Linked DNA regions of Anas platyrhynchos: region 1 is linked to region 2. A link is a contact called in public Hi-C data. All regions are on one chromosome and are shown on one strand. Each heading gives the region's core, a stretch centred on a gene start, on an enhancer-like site or on the middle of the called end of the contact. The rest is flanking DNA. Distances are from core to core; before and after follow the strand shown.

Evidence for each region. A called contact is a pair of places that touch in the nucleus more often than the background predicts.
Region 1: a Hi-C map of subcutaneous adipose tissue shows a contact between it and region 2, with 2.1 times the contacts expected there. The contact joins the promoter of AHNAK2 here to the enhancer-like site in region 2. A contact is called at or near these places in 2 of 8 Hi-C or Micro-C datasets (F1 follicle and subcutaneous adipose tissue).

Annotation. Positions count from the first base shown.
Region 1 is chr5:8,980,559-8,987,381 of IASCAAS_PekinDuck_T2T, reverse strand. It overlaps AHNAK2 (AHNAK nucleoprotein 2), which reads right to left and starts at 3,431. Exons shown (of 7, transcript XM_072038223.1): 1 at 3,335-3,431. The coding sequence starts at 3,416. LOC106018960 (a long non-coding RNA gene) reads left to right here and starts at 6,267. Exons shown (of 2, transcript XR_001193397.5): 1 at 6,267-6,390; 2 at 6,593-6,823.
Region 2 is chr5:8,926,886-8,934,009 of IASCAAS_PekinDuck_T2T, reverse strand. No RefSeq gene overlaps it. Among named protein-coding and RNA genes, the nearest start is that of CLBA1, 5.3 kb to the right of the region's middle. Within about 2 kb of position 2,734, at least 2 of the 8 cell types and tissues checked have an H3K27ac peak or open chromatin away from gene starts, as enhancers often do. A contact at or near this core is called in subcutaneous adipose tissue, where this site is marked.

The DNA of each region.
Region 1 (6,823 bases), core at 2,182-4,681, 53 kb before region 2:
AGCAACATTTGTCTCCCTCTCAGTCCTGAAAAATGCACGAGTAAAAACAGCACACAGAGCCTCCGTGAGACTTGGTCCTCCTGCTCTGTTCCCTCGTGCCCTTCAGCCCTCCCTGATGGCAGAGGGATCTTCTCCCCAGAAGCCTCTGGAGGCAATGGGAAGTCAACTACCTGAAAATTCAGAACTGGCAAGGATTGAAGGAGTGAAACATCCCGAATGCCCAATTAGCCAGCTTTATTATCATATCATGTGTGGTCTCTGTGAAAATCTAGCCACATCTTGCAAGCTCAGAGACCATCAAAAAGATGCTGCATGTGTACGCTCTATAATCAGGTTATTAGAAACCCATGAGGAGGTTCCTAATGTGAGTCACGCTATCCAGGAAGATAGGAGACAGAGCAGTCAATTCACTGTTAAACAGGAGCAGGAGCCCAGTGCAAAATCAGCAAATCCAGGCAACTGTGGATAGGGCAGACAAGTTTGAACAGTGTTTTATTTACAGTCTCACAAATGCCTAAAAATCGGCAGAGCTGCAGATTTAACTCTACACTGATTTGAAGGAAGGAGGTGCCACTGACAGCTTCGAAGATTTATTTGCACTTTGTTGTACCCACCCAACTTTTCTGTAAACTTGGAGGGAGGGGGGCCAAGGGCTGTGAGATGGAGGAGCAACAGCATGGTTGAAATTGTCTTGGGCAACTGCGTGGAAGAGAAGCCTTCAGGAGATCTTACAAGGCAGCTTGGAAAAGAGATTAGATTCAGGTACAGCGTTAATCTCTCTTTTTTTTTAGTTTACATTTTTTTTAATCCAGGGGAGCTTTTGACTTCTAGCGACAGAACAAGTTACAGCAGAGCAGCACTGCAGAACAGCCCTTGGGGTGTCTACAAAGCAGAACAGGTTTGGGAATCTGCAGCATAGGCCCACTGTCATCACCCAGTGATATGCAAAAAGGGAAAAGTCACCCTGCCAGAAGTTACCTAGAGCCTTAACAGCCAAACAATCCATGAATTGTAAGAAACAGACATTTTATAAAAACCAAACTGACCAGGCAACAGGCAGAGCAGGAAGAGTAGTGATGGTAACACTGCTGGAGTGCGTGCATCCTGATAACAGCACCGTGATACACAGCAGTCTGATGCAGCCTTTCCTTCCCAGCCACTGTAAGATTCCCTTACCTATCTTCCTTAGTGCAATGGTCCTGTTTCTTTTTTCTCTCTTTTTTTTTTTTTCCCATTTAAAAATTCTCTGATTCTGGCCAGAACATGTCCCTGCAAACACCCATCTCCTGGGGCAGAATGGGTTGGCAGCAAGTCAGCCCCTGCTTGGGAACAATCCTGCAGATTGCAGAGCTGGAGAGAGGAGACAGTGGACAAAAGCCATGGCAGACATCACTGCAATAGCTGCTGGAGAGATGAGGTGAAGATACAGGTGGGACCTAGATAAGGATTGGCTGAGAAGAGAACATCTTCACCTGGATTGAATGAGGAGCAAGGTGGAAACCTCCTGAGCCCTTGGAGTGCAGAAGAAGCTGGAATTTATTGTGTGGAGCAAGTAGGGAAGAAGTCGAGGAGAGCTGGGTCTCTTGGGAATTAATCCTCCTAGGTGTATGGCTAAGATTTGCCCCTCATGCATTTTCTGCCTGCCACACTGACATTTTCACAAATTGTCTAGTGCACAACTTCCTGGGGAAGAGCCTGGATGAAGATTTTGAACATGTATTAATAGTAAGTATAGAAATTGGTCTGTAAAATCTCACATGGTCAAACAACGCAATTGCAGTTTTGACCATGAGTGCTCATAGCACAAATTAAGACAGACCAAAGTAGAGAGGAGCCACAGCTGGAGCTATCAAAACTAGTGTTATTTCCCTGGAAAGCGTGGAAATCTCTGGCTGCTCATCAAAGCTGCTCAGCAAATAATTTTCAGCCATGGGAGCTTTCAGCTTTTAGGTGGCACTCTGCCAGTAGAAAGCAAGGTGGTGCACATCAAAAATATAGTTAATTTTGACTGCACCTGTTGACCCTGACCCTGTGGCAGATGGAACATGTCATGCATTTCATAATGCGTAAATAGTGTGTGACTCCAGGCTGCAGGACTGTCCATAGCATGATCCACTGAAAGTCCACCTCTTCTCCTGTACCTACACATCTGACAAGGCAGATGGAAGCTGGTTTTGAACCCTTTTCTCCTTTCTGGGGATCCCACAGCCTTTGTATCCTTTTATCTTTAGTTTAAATCAGCATTGTTTCAATTTAACTCGAGAATAGAGATGTCCCCCAGGTTTAGGCTCACACGTGAAGTATAAAGCTCTGCTCATCAGTGATCACAAGCAGTGAAGGACGGAGTGCAGCTATCAGGAATGAGGTTGCACTTACAAGTCTTATTTGCACTTACAAGTTTATACACCAAGTCACGCCTTTCCTGTAACCTGCAGGCTGTGCGAGCTGTGTGTGCTCCAAGGCTGGAGGGTGTCAGGCTGTGTGCTGAGAGCCAGCGTGGGCAGATGCCTGGATTAGGGCTTTTCCATGGTCCTTTGAAGTACCCATACATGACGAGCAGCACAAACTACTGGTGAATTGACACCCTCAAGCAAGGACAGACTTTTATTCTGAAAAAAACTACTTAAATCCAATCTGCTGCTGTGTAATGTATATGCCAGAGGGACAAAATATGGTGTAAAATAAGATCTCAGCGAGCTGCGATCCAGCTTACATATTTGGCCTGCTTAATCCAAGGATGAAAATAATTACACAGTCAGTCTAAGCAATCCCAGAAGGATCTGAGCATATGAAATATGGTCATCGTGATGAGCGGAAGGAAGGGAGAGCTACACCAGTTTCAGTTCCCCTTGGCTTCCTTCTACTCGTGTGTGAATTTGGCCCAGAAAACTGTCTGGCATTGGGGCTGGTGATCATTCATCCCTTCTATTTGCACAAGAATGTGGGAAGGGCTTAGAAAAAGCTCCTCTTCTCCCATCTGGGGGCCTGGGTGGGTGCCAGTTAAGATTCATAACCATTTCAAGAAGCTCCTTGCCACTCTCTATTTTGCAGGCGCTTGTGAAGAAAGCAAACATACATGCCACAGCAGCACGTAGGTTGCTCTGTCAGGATGGGGGGGGATCCGACTTTCTGCCGTTTGTCATAACAGCAGTGGCAGGAGAAGGAAAATAAACCCAGCTTATCATCCTAGCACGCATCCAGCCCCGGCAGCTGGGGGAAACGAAAGCGAAGAGATGTAAGGCACAGGTGGAAGCGCTGGATGCAGCGTGTGCTCGGAGGAGCAAGGAGGTCACTGGAGCCCTGTGTGATGGTGAGGAGAAAAGCCAGCGCCTACCTGGGTGCCACGGGCAGCTCTCCGTCCCCGTCTCCCCGCTGACAGCCGTCCCCGCCGTGATGAATGAGGTGCTTCGGGTCATTCATGGGCCCCGGTCCCCGGGGTGGGGCGGATTTGGCCCCAAACCCCGCCTCGCATCATGTGAGCCGCTCGTGGCCAGGGCTTCCCAAAGCCAACTCCCTTTGCCCGCGTTCCTGCAAGCCTTCGTGAGCTTCTCCGCATGCCGGGCGGCAAACAGCAGCCAGCCCGCCTTGCCTTTGAGCCCTCGCCAGGGCTTTGTTTGTTTTCTCTTCTGTTCAAAACATTCCTTGTGTCTCCCTGCCTCGCTTAATTAGCTCCAATGCTCAGCTTCTCCTGTTTTTAAGCAGTGCCTAAACAACAGCCGGCCAGATGTAGGGAGGCTTCTGTACGGCTGTGCTGGACAGGGAAGGTGCCACTCTGCCTGTCCCCACTGAGGGTGACGGGTTCATCCCCACAGCGATGAACCTGAAAGCAGCAGTAGGGAAGATGTGGTGGTTTGGGGTTAACGACCAGAGTAGGGCTGGTGCCTCGGTCTTGCAGTGCCCTGCAGCCCACACTACCACATTTTTGTTCTCTGAATTGAGGAAACTTCTTAACCACACCTGCAATTGAAGGAGGGGTGGCAAGGGCACAAAGGGAGGATGACACTGCAGATGAGGGAATGCCTCCAAGGGGTCCTCAGCAGCCAGGAAGGGTGGGAAGCCTGAGAAAGAGGCATATGGGGAACGGGAGGAACCCCCCTGGGACGGCTGGGAAGGAGAGGTGAGGAGAAAGACAGAAAGGTCGTGCACAAGCAGGTAGGTCAGAAAGAAAAGTGGCCTTGGATATTTGGAGCAGTCCCATCAGATGGACCTCCAAGATGTGTTTTAGAGGTTTGAGTGAGCTGGACTATTCTCATATCCCCATCACTTGCTTATCTTTACCTATCACAGTGCAGTCTGTCCGGGGGTTAAAACTGCAGTTTTCGACCATGTGGCAGGCTGTTGTAATCCATCTCTATTACATAACCCAGCAAATATTCTGCTAAAGTTCAGTTATATTGCAGGGCTGGTGATGGCGAGGATCAGATTCTCCTTTACAACTTCTTCCCCTTTGGAAATCAGGGCAGTGACACACAAGTGACAGCTTTTCCTCTGCTCGCCAAGTCCAGTGAGCAGGCAAAGGCGCCGTGTTCACCCTCCCACCGGGCATGTTCTGCTCATCGAGGAGCAGGTTGGCATTTATCCTTCCTCTACTCACTCCCGCTTTGGGACAGGGCAGGGATTAGAGTGTATGAGACAAGCACGGCACAGGTCGAACAAAGAAATGGGAACAGTGTAGAGGGGAGGTGAGTTATCCTTAGGCTGAGTTAGGAGGAGTCCAGCTGCTCTTGTGCTGTTTCAGTAAGGTCACTCTGGAGTAAGAGCGGACACAAGGAGGAAGGGAGGATGACAAGAAAAATCCTGTTATTTAGCTTCCTCCTGAGATGTTTTATAGGTTGCTTGACATATAATTTCATGATTTTTCATGGAAAAGCTTTTCTAGGATGTTTTTGTCCTCCTCCCTTTAATGCTACTGCTGCCTTTGTGGTGATGCGGGACCTGTGCAGCACTCCAAGTCTCATATTTTTTCCTGCTCCTCCTCATCTGTGTAGGGACTGGAGCCCAACCCTGCTTCTTTCTTCTCATTAGGATTCCTGGCCTTTCTCTGTAATACAGACAGCAGCTGCTGAAGGCTCAGAAACTCTGAACGTTGATCCAGATCCCCAATTGCTCTGTATTTTAGAACAGCTTGGGTTCCAGCTCCTTCACACTTGGCTGCTCAGTCTCACCTTCTTCACCTTTTTCCATACATCCTGTTCTGGTCCTTTTTGTTTTCCTAATCATTGCTTTATTCTAAATGTACTAAGGCTTTTTGTGGCCCAACTACCTCTTCCAGTTATGCTAGCGTGAATCTGGAGTAAATCTGCAGGTGTAATTGGGATTGTAAGATAGGAGATGAGTATACATTCCAGCAGCTGGAGCCAAAACCAATGCCACCACCGTCAGCATCTTTCTTGCTGTTGTTCCTAATATCAAAGAGAGTCTGTAGCCTGGGAATGATGATATGAATCATCAGACTTGCACAACGTCCCTACTTCTACCATCTCCAGATACTTTACAGCCATTAATTAAATATAGGAGCCCAATAAAGAGGAGGGTATTCATTTTCAGGGTGAGGCACTAAGAAGGCAGCAATGTTCTCAAAGGCACATATCAAGGGTCCAGCCTTGCTTTGTGGTGAATTCCCCCATCGATTATATTAACTCACAGTCAGCAATAGGAGTCAGCAGAACAGTCCCCGTAACTTGTCTCTGTGCTGCCAGAACATTGATCCCCTGGGAAAATGGGTTCCACAGAAATGCTAAATTTTCTCTATGTAATACAGAAAAAAAAAGATAAGCTGTATTGAATTTTGGGTCATTAGAAGAATCTTTTCTTGTTATTATGTTAAATAGTGGCAGTAGAGACCTTTACGAAACAGAAACTCTACTCTCAAAAGAGAATTTCTGGGGCAAACCACCTCATGTAGTAGCATTGGCTTCACTGAGGGCTCTCACATTTCCTCTCCCAAGTAGTGGCAGCAAAATTTGCAATATCCCAAGAGTGCAGAGTGGTTTCACCCCTTTCATGCTAGTGCTGAGTCTCAATGGGAGTTCCTGACGTTGATCATCAGTCCAATATGAGTGCTGCTTCTGTGTGACCAGACTTTGAAAACAAACGTGTAGGGAACCTGGCCTGTTCTGTATTCATGCACATCCACAGCACGTCTTCTGCAGGACGTTAAGGCATGCTGCTTCGTGCTGCATGTCACGAACTTTAAAAAAAGAATAGAGAATGAGTTTGGAGAAAAATCCTAGGTTATACAGTGCATCTACCTTCTGTGCCCTATGAAAATGGTGAAGCATATAAGGCTGTTCTTTTTATTTCTTTTTGGTGCCTAGGTGGGCTCTCACAGTGAACTCATCCAGTGGGCCATCCCACCTGTGCATTTCGTAAGAAAAATTCCATGTTGAGGTGAGATGGAAAGCTCTGTGGTGGTGAAGGGGAGGTGAAGCAGTTTTGTGTCTTTTCTTTTACGTATTCTATGAGTGCAGCATTGAGCACATGCTATAATTTACAATGACCTTGCCAGCATAAATTTACTAATATTTCACCCACAATAATTTTACCAACTGGACACTTTTTTTTTTTTTTTTTTTTTTTTTTTTTTTTCCAGCCTGTTCTGGCAGAGGAACTCACACAGATAGAAATCTGATGGTGCAATTGTACTAAAGAAAACCCTGCAAGCACAGCCAGGACTAATTACTCTAACCTCAGACCTGGCTGCTGTCCACACGACGAGGCTCTGTGCCGGCACATGGACTAGCAGAGTTTGTAGAGGAACAAACTGATGGAGAAACAGGAATGAAAGGCTACACTTGTGCAACCTTTATGGCCCCAAAAATAC
Region 2 (7,124 bases), core at 1,485-3,984:
TAGAGGAAACCTGGTAGCAGATTGCAGCTCCCTGCACATGGGGTGATCAGCCAGCAGCCACATGATGCTTCCAAGCAGAGGAAGCCCAGCACTTCTCCAGGCCCACGTCTCACATGCTGCTCAGTTAGCCAAATCCCTGGCATGGGGGCTAAATCAGAGAGGCACACTGAAATTGAACAAAGCAGGATGCCCAGGTACCAACCCAAACCTTGGTCAGTCTATCAGGATGGAGGAATGGCTTTGTGGCACAGAACGTGTGGCAAATTTTGGCATGTGGCATGGTTAGCCTCGCATCCCCCCTACCAGCTGAACACAGACCTCCACTTTCACTTCTGATCACACATGACCACTGTCTGCAGTAGGTAGCTCAAATGTTGTCTTCACCAGCAAACATCTGGAGACTTACAGGGCGCACAGCTGGAACCTCACCAGCTGTTTGGGTGCAAAGTGTGGTGTCAGGAGGGCCTGTCCCTCACCCCTGCTGCAAGAACATTGCCATGGAGCAGCAGTCAGCCTTGCCACCAGCTTTCATGGCTGTGGGACAAGGCATTCACAGCAATGCCACAGTGCAAACCAAGAGCTGCTAGAGTAGCAGTGGCTAGAGCAGAGGCTCCCTCTGCACTTGCATTTTGGCTAAGCTGACGTTTCCCTTTCCAGCACTGTCTGAGGATCATTTTCAACCTGTAGAACAAACCTCAGATGTTTTTTCCCATGTTACAGGTTCTGCTTTGCTGCTTTTTACACTACACTAACAGCCTTTCAAATACTCAGCAGTCCTGAAATGAGAACTTCTGGGCATAATTTGCCCCACTGGGGAAGTAGGATACAACATGCACCCCATTACACCAGCAGGCTTAGACCCAGGAAAATTATACTGCTGTCCTGCCCAAGGCTTCTGCCTGGAAAATGGCAGCTTGAGTCTGACCATGGCTTGAAAAGGTCCCTTGCAGCAAATGCTGTCACGATGTGCTGATCCAGATGTGCTGACCGTGTGCATTTTTACCCCCTGATGTCATTGTCTTCTAAGTCTCCGTTTGGGATGTTCTGCAAGAAGGCGCTTTGTGCTGTTAAGATCCCTCATAAAGATGCTGTCAGATGCATCCATGGCCCTTACTTACTTAGCATAGGCTGCATTAACTGGCACTAAATATAGTCCAATATATCTATGCTGAAAGATGCTGTGTTCAAATGCAAAATTAATGCATTAAAAATTAAACAAGGCAAAGTTATGAAATACTAAAGTTACCCCACCAAACTCAATTCAGCCCTCTCTTTATTTGGAGTATTTTTGCCTAGCAGCCTTTCCATATTAAATGATTTAAATATAGAAACCTTGGTGTCATTATTTCAAAATAGAGGACCCAGTCTTTTTTCCAGTTACAGCTAATGGCCCAGTCTCGCTGACCATAGGGAGAACAACATCCAGGTGTTAGCTGTAAGTTAAAAATTGTAAGGCTCCCAGAAGCTTTCAAAACACCTCATTCTGCAGGTTTCTGCTCATAAACAGCATATAAAGCATTAATAGCTTATAAGTAGAAAGCAACTGGTGAACATTTAGATGGCTAGTACATGGTTAAGTATTTTATAAAATGTAATAGCTCAGTAAATTTGTTTTAAAAGACGGTTTTAGTTAGCAAAATGTATTTCCTTGACATGTTCATATCCAAGTAAATCATGTCTGTATTCAGGCTAATAATAAATTAGTGCCCTTTTATAAAATATTAAAAATATGGAAAATTAACATAAAATGTGACCAGACTTTTCAACAAGATATTTTTTTTAAATACATTTTTGGTGTGTCTATGCCTCTAAAGCTTACATTTTGCTGTATAAGTCATTTACATGATGCGCACACTTTGATGTTGCTTGAATTGCAACATCATTGGCCTTTTACTACAACCGTTTTCTTTAATGTAAAATGTGTGTGGCATGGTTCTCATTGCTAATTGCAACCTTATGATAATACTCCATAGAGCACTGCTAACCTCATTTACAATAGCATAAGAAGCCTAGGCCAGCTGCTAATAGATGCGTTCTTTCTTCCTTTCTTCCTTTTTCTTTCTTTCTTTCTTCCTTTTTCTTTCTTTCTTTCTTCCTTTTTCTTTCTTTCTTTCTTTCTTTCTTTCTTTCTTTCTTTCTTTCTTTCTTTCTTTCTTTCTTTCTTTCTTTCTTTCTTTCTTTCTTTCTTTCTTTCTTTCTTTCTTTCTTTCTTTCTTTCTTTCTTTCTTTCTCTCTTTCTTTCTCTCTTTCTTTCTTTCTCTCTTTCTTTCTTTCTCTCTTTCTTTCTTTCTCTCTTTCTTTCTCTCTTTCTTTCTCTCTTTCTTTCTATCTTTCTTTTTTCTTTCTCTCTTTCTCTCTTTCTTTCTCTTCCTTCCTTCCTTCCTTCCTTCCTTCCTTCCTTCCTTCCTTCCTTCCTTCCTTCCTTCCTTCCTTCCTTCCTGTCTCTCTCTCTCTCTGTCTCTCTCTCTTTCTCTCTTTCTCTCCCATAAATGGAAATGAACACAATCTAAATCTTAAAATGCAAGTACTTGGGCATTTGGGGAGAGTTTGTATCTAGGTCCAGGCTCTGAAGTCCCAGGCCGGACCCAGCTGTGGCAGCAGAGGTTCCCTGAATTTACGGCTGATTTGTTTTGCTCTCAGAAATGTGACCTCAGCAGTGGAGCCAATAAACCATTAAACACAACACATGCTGCCCTCTTGCAGCTTTAGCCGCGATAGCATTGCTAGCACAGGAGGAAGGGGTTGTGTGCTCTCGCCTGCCCTCTTTTGATCTGTTCCGTGAATTGTCCAACCTTGCAGTTACGGTGCTGAGCAGCCTCCTTTCCCCGTCCAGCTCCTCACAGCCAGCTTTAACCTTGTAGGTTTGAGTTCTTCTTCTTACAGAAGCCGATACACTGAGCTGTAGTTAGTTTAGCACTTTGCAATCAAGAATGAAGTTAAAGACTGCCTTATTAACTGCACGCTGCAAAGGGTAGCTGGCAACAAGGCTCATGGGGGTGGTTGAATCAGGCTTTAAAGCAGTCCCCATGCCATATGAATTCTAAAAATCGCTCTGTATCTGACTGAGTGTGGTACACACGGTATTTTTAGCAGTGACGAGAAGGAAGATAAGCTGGGAGCACTCTCAGGGAAGGCAGGAGGGAAGGGCATGTTCCTGCAGCCCTGCGCTGACAGCCTGCCCTGCCTCGCTGGGCTCACTCGCAGCCAAATGCAATCCAGGGTTATTTTATTGCAGCTCCACGAGCTGCCATCTGTCCCCTGGGCTGCCAGAACTCCTTGTGCACATTTGTGGCTCCCCCAGCTATGAGACGCACGTGTCCGACCTTAAAGCTCAGAGAGAGGTCCCAGAGAGCACGTTCTCACCTGCCAGATGTAAAAGCAGGCATCACGAGAGCTTGAAAGCTCAGCTGGGAGTTTACCTCAGCTTAAAAACTTGTCAGCTATTTTGCCTGGTAGCTAAACCCTTGCCTGCTGTCTATACCACAGTCATGGTGCTCTACCTGGTGGTGGCACCACCCAGCAGGAAAGGTAGATGACTGCCTTATGCACGTATGCAAAATTCACACAAATTTGGCCTTTCTGCCATTTCATTCCATGTTTTTATTTTCTAGCAATGATGGCATGTATTTTTCATTCATACTGCAGTGATGCCCTCCAAGGAATAAAATGACATCTGTACTGATGAGTAATTAATTCTACTTCACAGAATTTGTGACAAGGAGACATCTACCAGCCTCAGTGCCTTCTTTCAGGGATGGATACCTTCAACCTCCTTTCATTCTTTGTGTCACAGGGCAGGTGGATGGTGCTGATTCTCCCTCTGCAAAGTGAACTGCTGACCATTGCTCCACCTGCCTTTGGAGCCCTTACGAAGCTCACCTGGGGAAAGAAGAGGCAAGGTTCTTGTAATCTCTTGCATCTTCTTCAGAGATGCTAATTATTGTAATTTGGTGTTCTTCCAAATGTTGCTTGAAGGGAGGGACTCAAGTTTTTTTAAAAAAAAATCTTTGTGCTTTGTGATTTGTGGTTTTATTTTTTTCTGGATTTTTTTTTTTTTTTTTTAAGTATCAAGTGCTCAGACTTAAAGTTGAAGCGCAGCAATCCTAATGGAGTGCCTGACCTTTCAGCAACCTCACTGAAGCGATGAAATTTCCAAGCAGGCTAATTAATACACTGGTACGGCACCAGTCAGGTGTACCTTTAGCAGCTTAGCGCTCAGAGAGGATGAAATCCTCCTGCCCTCCACACACGCACATCTCACTAACAATAATGGATTTGGGGCCTAATCGGGCATTAAAACAGAGGATTAGCGAGCTGCAAACCGCAGCGATCACAACTCAATTTACAGTGCGTGCAGGGCACTGGCAAAAACTACAAGGCGTGTTTTCTATAAATTAATGTCTAGATATCTAAAAAAAAATTGCGGGTGGCAGAGACTGTTGGATTTATGGAGGTGCTCAGTGCAGTCTATGATGATTTGGAATGATCAGCAGAAAAGAGACACAGAACTGTAGCTTAATAGGAAATTATCAAAGAGCAAGGAGCAGGTGTAAGTTGGTGACACCGATTAGCACTGAATACAGCTTTGTTATGGTACCACGTGCTGCTGCCATACATTTAACAACCTCCTCTTTGAAGCTGTGGGATGTGTAGTATTTTTCTAGGAGCAAGTCCAGAGAGTGTAGGGCCCACTTTCAGCTGCATTCAGAAGGGAAACCATAAAAAGCTATGCTCCCAGTTTTTCTGATTTGACTGCACTCAGGGCAAGGAGTGGAGCTTTAAGTAGGAGAAAACAGCAATAAGAGAAAAATAAGAACACCTTTGTGGGGCCACGCCACCTAACCAGACAGCCCTCAAGCTGTACTTACGAGAACTGGATGTTGTATGGGTTCTACAGCTACCTAAAGGGATTTTACAGAGAGGAGGGCATCAGCATTTTTTCTTGGGTGACAAGTGATAGGATGCGAGGAAATGACCTCAAGCTGTACCAGGGAAGGGTTAGGTTGGATCAGGAGAATTTCTTCACAGAAAAAGTGGTTAAGCCATTGGAATGGGATGGCTAGGGAAGTGGTAGAGTTGTCTTCCCTGAAGGTATTTGAGAGAGGTGTGGATGTGGTGCTTAGGGACATTATTTAGTGGTGGACTTTGCAGTGTTAGGTGACGGTTGGACTGGATGATCTTAAGGGTCTTTCCCAAGCTAAATGATGCTATGATTGTATGACAATATTTATCGCATGGGTGGGAAGCAAAGCCATCCATGCCAGGTCAGGATGGGGCAGGCAGTTCATGATGGCTGCTGATGGTTTCACATAGCTGCTGGGTGAATGATTTCCCCTGCAGCTCACAGGGGACTGCTTTTAATGGTGTGCCAGCCCTCCCGAGCTGCCTGGTGATATTTATCACTTCCCTGCAGAGCTGGGCTCAAAACTAATTCCATCAGAAGCCTTGTGTCCCCCCTCACCAAGAAACAAGTACGGAAGAGCAGCACCCTTACTGCGTTGGAAACAGGAGCAGGCACACAGAGGGTGCCGCTGCCAGTCGTGGTGGGGAGGAGGCCAAAAAGCTATCTCACAGTGCGACCTCGGAGGGGTCTTCTGTGGGATCCAGGAATAGCAGCCCTGGAGCAATGCCAAAGCACTGACAGTTCTCCTGGTTTTGCAGCAGGGTGATAAAACCCACATGAGCAGCTGCTGACATGTTGTGCTTGCTTACAAGGTGCGTGCCTGCCACGCTCTCGGTGAAGTGCAATGGGACCTCAAGACCACCTTTAATCTCCTGAAATTTATGGACTGTTGCTTGCCATACCAAGAGCAGGCATGAGGTTAGCAGCCTCCTGCTTCTGCCACCAAATTATTCTGCTACTCAGGAGACATTTTGCCCCATATAGCAAGAATTCATGAGTGCCACCTCTTCCTTAGGGCCCCAAGCTGTAGCTCCCTGAGTTTTAAGGACGCTAAAGGCAGAAGAGAGAACAGTTGGCAAACGGGGAGTAGAAAAGAAAATCTGATAAAAGAAATGAGGGGTTCAGCAAGTGGGATTGCCAACAGAAGGGAAAACAGCTGAGGACAGGAAAGGATTTCAATCTAGAAGTGTCACTGGATGATGGAGTGGTGGCAAAGAGTTGGCAAATAGGAAGGTGCCTCTAGCACCTGGCCCTTTATATATAGCACAAGAACCACCTCAGGATGTTGCAGGAGCTCTGAAAGGTTCGAGTCTCCTTTTGGCACATGTGTTAGGTAACATGCTGGGGGTTCTTCAAGGAGTGCAGCCCACATATAGCTTTGGAAGATGGTGTTTCCATGAACCACCAGAGTGAAATGGCACTTCACTGCCTTTCCCCAAAAGTCATTTAGTTTGGGCTTTTTAAAATCACTCTGAAAACCAGAGTGATTTTCCACAGAACAGACTATCCACAGAAGTAAATGTGAGCTTTGTTTTGAAATGACACTTCTGGGCTGGACAGAATTGCTGAGGACAGCCACTGAACCCAGGGCACATCCATCTCATGTGTGTATCTTCCACACCCCAGGGAAGACGAGAGGGACCTAAAATACATCTTACATCTCCTGGCAAAGGATGTTGACTTTTTTGTAAGTAGGCCTTTCTACAGACAGACAGTGGAGGGGTCCTGTGAAATGGCTTTTCCGTGGTCAGCACATAAAGCAGGTGCTCCAATACCTCTTTAATGTAGTGTGTAGAGGGGATGACTTGCCTCGCACAGAAGCATCAATATTGTTGCCTGCATGCAAGAGACACAAGGGAGAGCTGCCACCTGCTGTTGAAAATACACTGGTTGATCCTTTAGCCAAAATACTAACTGCTAGAGGTGCCACAGAGCAAATATTTCATAGGGGTTGCAGGAAATCCAGACACACCTTGCAATGGGGAGAAGTGTCTGCCCTGAAGCACTGCCATCCTCATTTCTCAATCAGGAAAAAGACAAAGGATTTTACTGATATTTTGAAATATCTGCACTGTGACACCAACAGCAATGTGAAGCTGGAAGGTATCTCAACATTGTTGTGCCAGGAGGAAGTTTAGTGGAATTATGAACCGTACTGTCAAATTTGAGCCACAGCTGATCAATTAAACCAATGTTTAGAGACGACCTCTGCAATTTTTTG